Regions from separate parts of the Mus musculus genome. Here all the other regions are linked to region 1. The links are chromatin contacts, called in public Hi-C maps. All regions are on one chromosome and are shown on one strand. The core of a region is the stretch at or near the end of the contact, and the rest is flanking DNA. Distances in the headings are between cores, read along the strand shown. Region 1 has its middle 42 kb from the start of Glrx. Region 2 has its middle 69 kb from the start of Pcsk1. Region 3 has its middle 180 kb from the start of Pcsk1.

Region 1 (2,629 bases), core at 72-2,571:
CCACTGCCTTTTATTCACTGTCTTATTTTCGTTAGCCTTAACAACATTCCCAAAGTATGAGATAGAAAATTCTAGAAATAAACCGTTCTTAAGTTGTGAGATGGTATACATGCCCATAGCGCTGAGTATGATGTAAGATGGTATACATGCCCTTAGCGCTGAGTATGATGCCATCTCATCCTTCCCATAGGGTCCAGTCTATTGTATGAGTCATCCAGGCCATTGCATCCACTGTATATGCCACTACCCACTAGTCAGAGGATGAAGTCCTTGACTGTGTTCAATTCACCCTAACTCAATTACAGACCACAATGTATAAGACAACAGGTACAAGTCAGGTACACCAAAGATGAGCTATAAAATGTATTAGACAGAGTCGGGCATGGTGGCACACGCCTTTCATCCCAGCGCTCGGGAAGCAGAGGCAGGTGGATTTCCGAGTTCAAGGCCAGCCTGGTCTACCCTGTCTCGAAAAACAAAACAAACAAACAAGCAAAAAATGTATAAGACAGGATAAAAGTCTCCACTAATAAAAGAATTATGTTGGAGCTGCTAAGATCTTCTAACAATAAAATAAAAAAAAAAAAAGGAAAAGAAGAAGTCTGAACTAACTTTCTATGGCTTCACAAACTACAAAAGATACAGCCACATATATGATAAGATATATATGTATATATATAGTAAAACGGTGTGTATAGAGTTTAATACCATCCAAGTTTCAGGCATTCTATGGAGGTTACTCTCCTGCCCTCCAGGCAAAAGCAGAGCAGTATGATATTTGAGACTAACCCACTTTTGAAGGGCTGAGAGATAACAATTTCATACTTCAGATCTGTGCTAAATGTTGCTGCGATGAGTGGGTGGTGAGATGTGCCTTTAATCCCAGCACTCAGGAAACAGAGGCGGGTGGACTGGATGTCAGACTGATCTACATAGCCAGTTCCAAGAAGGTAGGCTTACATACTGAGACCTTATCGCAAAGTAAACTTTTAAGAAGAGGAAAGAAATAGTACTTATGAAATACTCAAAAGCCTCCGGTAAGCACCAGAACAGTTGCTGACCTCGAAGTTCAAATAATAGCCCAAGCGGAGGAAGTGGAAATGGTGACCCTCGTTTACAGAAAGTGAATCAGTCACAGCCAGGTTCTGAAATTCCGCATGAACTCATGCTGCCTGAAAAAGCCAGGCATCAACGGTGAGCAACCATGATCTCCGGCCAGCTAGGCACTTTGCTTTCCATTGGGTGGTGACGGTCAGATCTCATTGCTTCTGACAAAGGCCCTCGTCAAACCCATGAGTCATGGTTTGCGTAAGCCACCGCTGCTCAGTGAGAGCAGACCCACTTCCTGACTGCACAGTAGTAACTCTGACTTCCTGACAGCCAAGGCAGACAGGTGCGACAGTGCGGCGTGCAGCGCCATCTGCTGGATAGTGTGGGATAAGCAGCAGCCTGGAGTGGATGGTCTCTGAATTCTGTGAGCTTTGAGACTGCTAGCAGCCAGGCCTGACTGCAAGGCCTGCCAGGAACACTAGCAGAAATACATACCCTCTATCCAAACCATTCCTCGAGGTCCTTTCCTTGTTATAGAATGTGGTGTGGCAAGCACATATGCACATGTGTATTCAAGGTGTATATGTGTTATGTAAAGGGTACAAGATTGTACATGATCTCTGAACAAATAGAAAAAGTGACCATCACTACCCTCATTGCTGGATTTGTACTAAATTTTACAATTAACAGAAACTCATAAATAATCCTATATAATCCCTCACCTTTCTGTATAAGCAGAAAGGAGTAAGGGGTATCAAATACTAGCTCTGCTAGTAGAATTACTCATGACTTAGCCATGAGTGAGACGGCAGCTAACAAGGCTCCTCCTTTCTTTACCAAAGTCTTTGCCCACATGCAAATAAAGACTGGCTGAGCAACTGTTAGGAAGAGGAAATGAAGCAAAACCCAGCCAGCTATGACAAGTCTGACATCAAGCCTCAACTATTTCTGAGGCTGGAAGTGGGTCTCAGAAAACTCTGGCCAGCAATAGGTTTAGGTTTTGGCCAGATGCTACAGAGAAGGTTTCTAACATGAGACAAAATATCTGTTGGAGGAGGAACTGGCCTAGGCATTCATGGACACACAGCATAGGACTAAAGAACTCTGGCCAGGTCTCTTGCTTCCTACAGTTTCCCAGCCGTTGGTGCTCTGCCAGCCTCTGAACTACAGCAGATGTTGCTTCTTGCTTAAACGCTAACTGACTCATTCCCTCTAGACCATAAAGGTAACCAGCTCATCTGACCCCCAAATATAGAGGGATGATTGGAAGATGGTAGGTTTGTTTGTTTGTTGGGTTTTTTTGGTTTGGGTTTTTTTTTTTTTTGGCTTTGTTTTCAACTAGAATGTCAGACTGAGGAACGCCTGGAACAAATAGTTCTGGGTTAGAGGTCAGGGGACTGGCTGGACTCTAGGGCAAAAGCAAACAAGGCTTTTCACAGTGGCTTGCAGGGATATGGTGACAAACCTGCCTCCAGTGGACAGACAAGGAACACTGCTGGCTGGGCTCGACCTTAGGCAGCTGGAGCAGGCCAGGAAAACGTGTTATAGATTCTGCCTCTGCCCCTGTCACATGGAAGTA
Region 2 (2,629 bases), core at 33-2,532, 640 kb before region 1:
ACTTGCCTCCTGTCAGAAGATGAAGGCCCCAAACAGGACCTGTCCGAGAAGCTGTTAGCTTCTGTAGTCCACACTCTCACCTGTGCAGACTAGTCTCTGTGGAGTCCGGGAACCAAGATGTCTCCCGCAGATGCTCGGGCAAAGCCCTCCCGGGCCAGGCGGACTCCTATCCTCTGGCAGGGAATGTCCACCAGCTTGATTCTTACTCACAGAAGAATAATACCTTTTGTACCCATGGTGTAAAAGGCAAATCATCTCAGATTCTTTAAAAAGTAGTTTTGGGTTTATAAACACCCTTACAAGATGCTGGGATTTCCAGGATCATAGATATATTTTGTTTGCTGCTATATTAGGAAATGTCCAGTATTGTGCATTATTGTATGCTCTTTAGGTGAGTTCATGTTGTTTAGATGAAAACCAAGAGGTGACACTAAAAGAAATTATCCTGATGAAGCAATGCTTAGCACTGGGGTAGAATGTTTTATTCTTCATCTCCTGACACCCAGAAGGAAATTCCCAAGATTAGTTAAGAAAACACTAAATTTAAACCACAGAATCCAACATCTAAATGCAAATATGTCCTCCAGAAGATAAAAGAATATTCATCTTAAAACAACTTAAGTCTTCAATAAAGCCAGGTTTTAGACATAACTATGGTCCCTGCATTTCAAGGTCAGGAAAGAAAGATTTTGAGTGTAAGACCAAACAATAAAACAATAAAATAAGCAAATAAACAATAAAATAATACAATAAAATAAGCAAATAAAAGGTCAAACAGAAAGGTCTACCTCATTGTGTTTTTTCTTTTAACTCTTACTTTTCTCACCCCAGAGACCTAGCTAGTATTTAGTTCAGGGTTGGGCATTGCTGTTCTTTGTTCCAGTTTATTTTTAACTACTCAGCTTTGGCTGCTAATCTACTTCCTGAACCATCTCATCTGCTTCCCATTGAACCAATGCAGGGTGAGTAATAGTAAATAGTGAGGTAATAGTAAATTTAGCTCCAACATCAATATCATGGATACTTTCAAAAGGTTCCTAATTGTACATTTATAATTCATCAACAATTAATATTTAAAGTGGATTGCTTGATCAACTCTATCTTATTGCTTGATATTTGCCCTATGAAACCATATATGTTAATGCAAACATAAGAAACTAGGAAATGTTTTCTCCAGAGTGACTTGGCTTATTAAAGCTCCTTTTAAATGTGTCAGTCACACAGATAGGGAGAGATTGAGAAAAAGAGGAAGAAAAAAATAAAAAAGGGAAGAAATGATAAAATCCTCTTCTATTCTCTGCCTCTGTGGTTTGACTTTGTCATTCCATATGCCAGTGAGGTAACACACTATTTCTGATCCTGGTTTCTGTGACTTAGCATTCTATCTACTCATCATCTGTGCTGTTACAAAAGCCAGAATTTTCATCTTTTTATGGCTGATTAATATCCCATCCAGTTCATGTCTACCTTTTAATTGATAGAAAGCTGAATCCAATCAGAACATAGAATTGTGGAGCTCAACCCCAATGGATTATAGTACAACTTCTGCATATAAAGCTCAGGGGACATTGTAGAACAGAGGGTAAAATGATTTCAAGAGCCAGAGATACAGGAGTTTGCTGTGAGATTGTGTCTCCTAGGAATGTCAGAAGCTACACCCATAAAGTCACCAACATGACTTCCAATACATGAACAGAACAAAGACAGCAATAGTAGACAAGCTAATGTGAACCTGGAAAATCCAGGAGGCCTCAACCCTACATGTTGTTTGAAAACAAAAATCCCCCCCCTGCTTTTTTTTAATTTTTTTGGTTTTTCTAGATAGGGTTTCTCTGTATATAGCCCTGGCTGTCCTGGAACTCACTTTGTAGACCAGGCTGGCCTCAAACTCAGAAATCCGCCTGCTTCTGCTTCCCAAGTGCCCGGATTAAAGTCATGCACCAAAATCCCAGCTGTTTGCTTTACCAAATGAACACTTGGGAGTCAGATGCTGTGGTGAAAGCCTGCTAGCTCAGAGAGGCACAGAAAGTACCCAGGTGAGCTTCCTACTCCACCTATGTCCAAGAAGGAAAAGGCACCACCCATATCTTGGAGGAAAAAGCTCTTTCATAAAACCCACTCAACTCAAAAACCCTCCCTTCTATTACTTATGTTCACTCCCTTTCAGCTGATTGCTTGCTCTGCCTCTAGGGTTGACTCTTTAACTCTTGGATTAAAGTTGTGTGCTAGGGTTGATCCACACCACAAGTGCTTGTTTACAATAAACAGAAAGCTCTAGGATCAAAGGCTGAGCCATACCACAGTGAAAAACAATTCACAATATCCAGGTTCTCAATGAGATACAATATCCTGCAACAACTTCATACAGAACTGTAGATAAATAAGGAATGCTCAGAGTAAGAGAATTAATTTTTCTTGGGAAAGAACATACTAATTGGATATACAATATCAAATACCAACCCTGCAAACATACATATAAAGAACATTATACAGACTGAGCAGGTTGTACTTATATATTTAAGGACTTATTTGTATTGTAAGAACTTCATTGGAGTCCAAGGTATGGATAGTTTAGTTATATGAATGGAAGCCTCCAGGACACACTTTTTGTTACCATTCCTACCCTCCC
Region 3 (2,629 bases), core at 51-2,550, 530 kb before region 1:
ATTGAGCCAGGTAACTGAGTGGTGTAGCCTAGAAGAAATGCTAACAATCGCAAAAGAAAAAAAAAGTGTCTGAATCAGACTACTTTATAACATGTTAGTAAGAGAAAGATCCTAGGAATGAATGTTAAAGGTTTTCCAAATGCTTAGATTCAATATCCAAAAATGTCTTTGAGCTTGCCTTAAAATTTACCCTAGATGCCGACATTCAGAAATCCTCTACTCATAATTTTAGAGAAAGGTCATGGTCGAATTTGTGGACTCTATTTAAAATATCAAGTGTGTAGGATTATATTTTTGGAAAATTTATGTGTTTCTTTCTCATGCTTTCTTTCTTCAGATTTTAGGCAAGAGAATATGTAAGTAGAGAAGAAAAACAAGGCTATAAGAAGTCTGGGCTAAGCTTTTGGATTTGGATTTCAAAGTCTGGGAACTTAAGTAGAATAGAGTAGAGTAGAGTAGAGTAGAGTGGAGTAGAGTAGAGTAGAGTAGAGTAGAGTAGAGTAGAGTAGAGTAGAGTAGAATAGAATATTCCAATGATAAGAAAGAAACTTTTTATTCACAACACCTCCTCACCTATCTGTCATATGTCATACATACCTAAACTAGCCCACCATATATGTGATATAGACTAACGTGACCTCAGTCTTCTGATTGGTTGCACAGCAAAAACTTAAGTTCCTACAGGGGAGGTTTAAAGGGTATAAATCCAGGAGAAAAGGCATAACTGACAGATCCTAGCAGGTGAGAACACAAGAAGCTATGAGTTGCTCCTGTTTTCCTATGCCTAGAACTTGACCCAGAAATAGCCAAACATTTTTTCAGTTCCCCTTACCTCCAGAAGATTGGCACATAAATTTGAAAGAGAGAGGATGTGTTAAGGAAGCCATGTTGACATACAGAGGAGAATTTAGTTGAGTAAAACACTTTGTTACTTGACATGTGCTAATCTTCTGGGAAAGGAGGTAGGTTTAATAATGATAAAGTGTCATTTGGAGAATAACAGACCATAAAGCTTAGGTCAATCCTTTCCTCAAATATAGTCTTTATATTTTATGATGGAAATTGAAAACACAGGAAATTACTGACAATATCTTTGTATGTCTTCATGAGAATCTGTATATACTTTACATTAATTGTCTATTGCTACATAACAAATTATCTTGACTTATTAGTTTAAAATTATAATGATGAGCTATTATCTCAGAGTTTCTGTCTGTCAAGGATTTGGGAGTAGGTGAGCTATGTCATTTGGCTCATACTTTCTCATGAGTCAGATGTCAGCTGAGACTACAGGCACTTGACTGAGTCTGGATGATCTGTATCTAAGGTCACTCAGTGACTCACTCTCAAACTACAAGTTCACTGTGCTACTGAAAGGAATCCTTGGTTTCTTTACAGAGAGCTACTTGAAGATGCTCATAATATGGTGGCTAGTATCCCCAATGGGAGCTTTAAGAAAAGTCCAGAAGCCCATGACCAAGTTCAGAAGCTATACACTATTTTTTTCTGCAATTACCATTGCTTATGTAGGTCAAGTTTACTGGTTATGGGAAGGGTTTATACAAGACCAAGAATACCAGGAGATGAGGTTTTTCAGCCACCATTCAGACACTGGTCTCCATAGCTTCTTGCTTTATAATATTTCCACTAATGAATAAAGGATGGTTGCCCCAAGAAAGGACACATTCTAATTAAATGTCACCATTCTCTCACATTTCAGATATAAAGGTGAAGTCAGCTCACCTCAGGCTGAAAGGGAAACAGTGAATAATAGACTGTATTACTTATGCTTGACTCAGAATGAACTTATTTTTGTCTGCTTTCCAAAGAAATGGCATAAGGTCAATAGAATAAGCTTTGTTTTAACTGCTCAACCCACAGAAAGGAAAGCGAATCTTGAAGAAAAAACAAAAGCAAACAAACAAACAAAAAAAATCAACCAGAGTGGGTCATGTCTGATTTTAATTTGAGTAGAAATTAAAAGGGGTGGCTGTTATAACACTTTTGTCCATTTCTGAAAAATCTGAATCCTTTTGTTCAATGTATTCCAAAGACAGAATTTAGGAAGCTGGTAAGGAGAATGGAGCTCTAACCAAGAATTCCCACCAGTAAATTGGTATGCCAGTCAATAAGGAAGAAATGTTCTGTCCCCACCCTGTCCCTTCATATTCATATGGGGCCAGTTTTATATGGCCCTAGAGAGGAAGGAACAACAAATCACAGGATGAGAAATAGAACTAAAATTAAGATATAGAAAAATATTACAGGTTTTGTTTTTGACACTTTAACACATTTTGAACTAGTGTCCAAAGTTTCCAGAGTGCAATGCTTGAAGGAGAAGCTTACAATAGCACTACTTTCACCTACATGAAACAAAATAATTGGGTTTCTCTATTCATTGGGTTACTCAGTTTAGTAAATTATAAAAGAAAAAGAAAAAGAAAAACAAACAAACAAACAAAACCTTCAAGGAAGATTTTAAATAAAATCATATAGCAGTGTTATCTGCATTAATAATAGCAATATACTTTCTTCAAAATTGTTTTAGTTTTTTATGACGTCACAAAATACCCAGTAGAAACATCTTAAGGACAGGAAAGGAGTTCTTTCCATTTAGCACCATGGCAGG

What was found. A called contact is a pair of places that touch in the nucleus more often than the background predicts.
Region 2: a contact with region 1 is called in a Hi-C map of bone marrow-derived macrophages, with 11 read pairs. The contact joins two enhancer-like sites.
Region 3: a Hi-C map of epidermal suprabasal cells shows a contact between it and region 1, with 4 times the contacts expected there. The contact joins two enhancer-like sites. A contact is called at or near these places in 1 of 15 datasets of contacts at CTCF or cohesin (large pre-B cells), 3 of 484 Hi-C or Micro-C datasets (bone marrow-derived macrophages, epidermal suprabasal cells and nephron progenitors) and 2 of 115 datasets of contacts at active chromatin or transcription factors (the NIH/3T3 cell line and large pre-B cells).

Annotation. Positions count from the first base shown.
Region 1 is chr13:75,796,625-75,799,253 of GRCm38.p6, forward strand. No RefSeq gene overlaps it. Among named protein-coding and RNA genes, the nearest start is that of Glrx, 42 kb to the right of the region's middle. Within about 2 kb of position 1,322, at least 284 of the 459 cell types and tissues checked have an H3K27ac peak or open chromatin away from gene starts, as enhancers often do. A contact at or near this core is called in bone marrow-derived macrophages and epidermal suprabasal cells, where this site is marked.
Region 2 is chr13:75,157,114-75,159,742 of GRCm38.p6, forward strand. No RefSeq gene overlaps it. Among named protein-coding and RNA genes, the nearest start is that of Pcsk1, 69 kb to the left of the region's middle. Within about 2 kb of position 1,283, at least 9 of the 459 cell types and tissues checked have an H3K27ac peak or open chromatin away from gene starts, as enhancers often do. A contact at or near this core is called in bone marrow-derived macrophages, where this site is marked.
Region 3 is chr13:75,269,816-75,272,444 of GRCm38.p6, forward strand. No RefSeq gene overlaps it. Among named protein-coding and RNA genes, the nearest start is that of Pcsk1, 180 kb to the left of the region's middle. Within about 2 kb of position 1,301, at least 10 of the 459 cell types and tissues checked have an H3K27ac peak or open chromatin away from gene starts, as enhancers often do. A contact at or near this core is called in epidermal suprabasal cells, where this site is marked.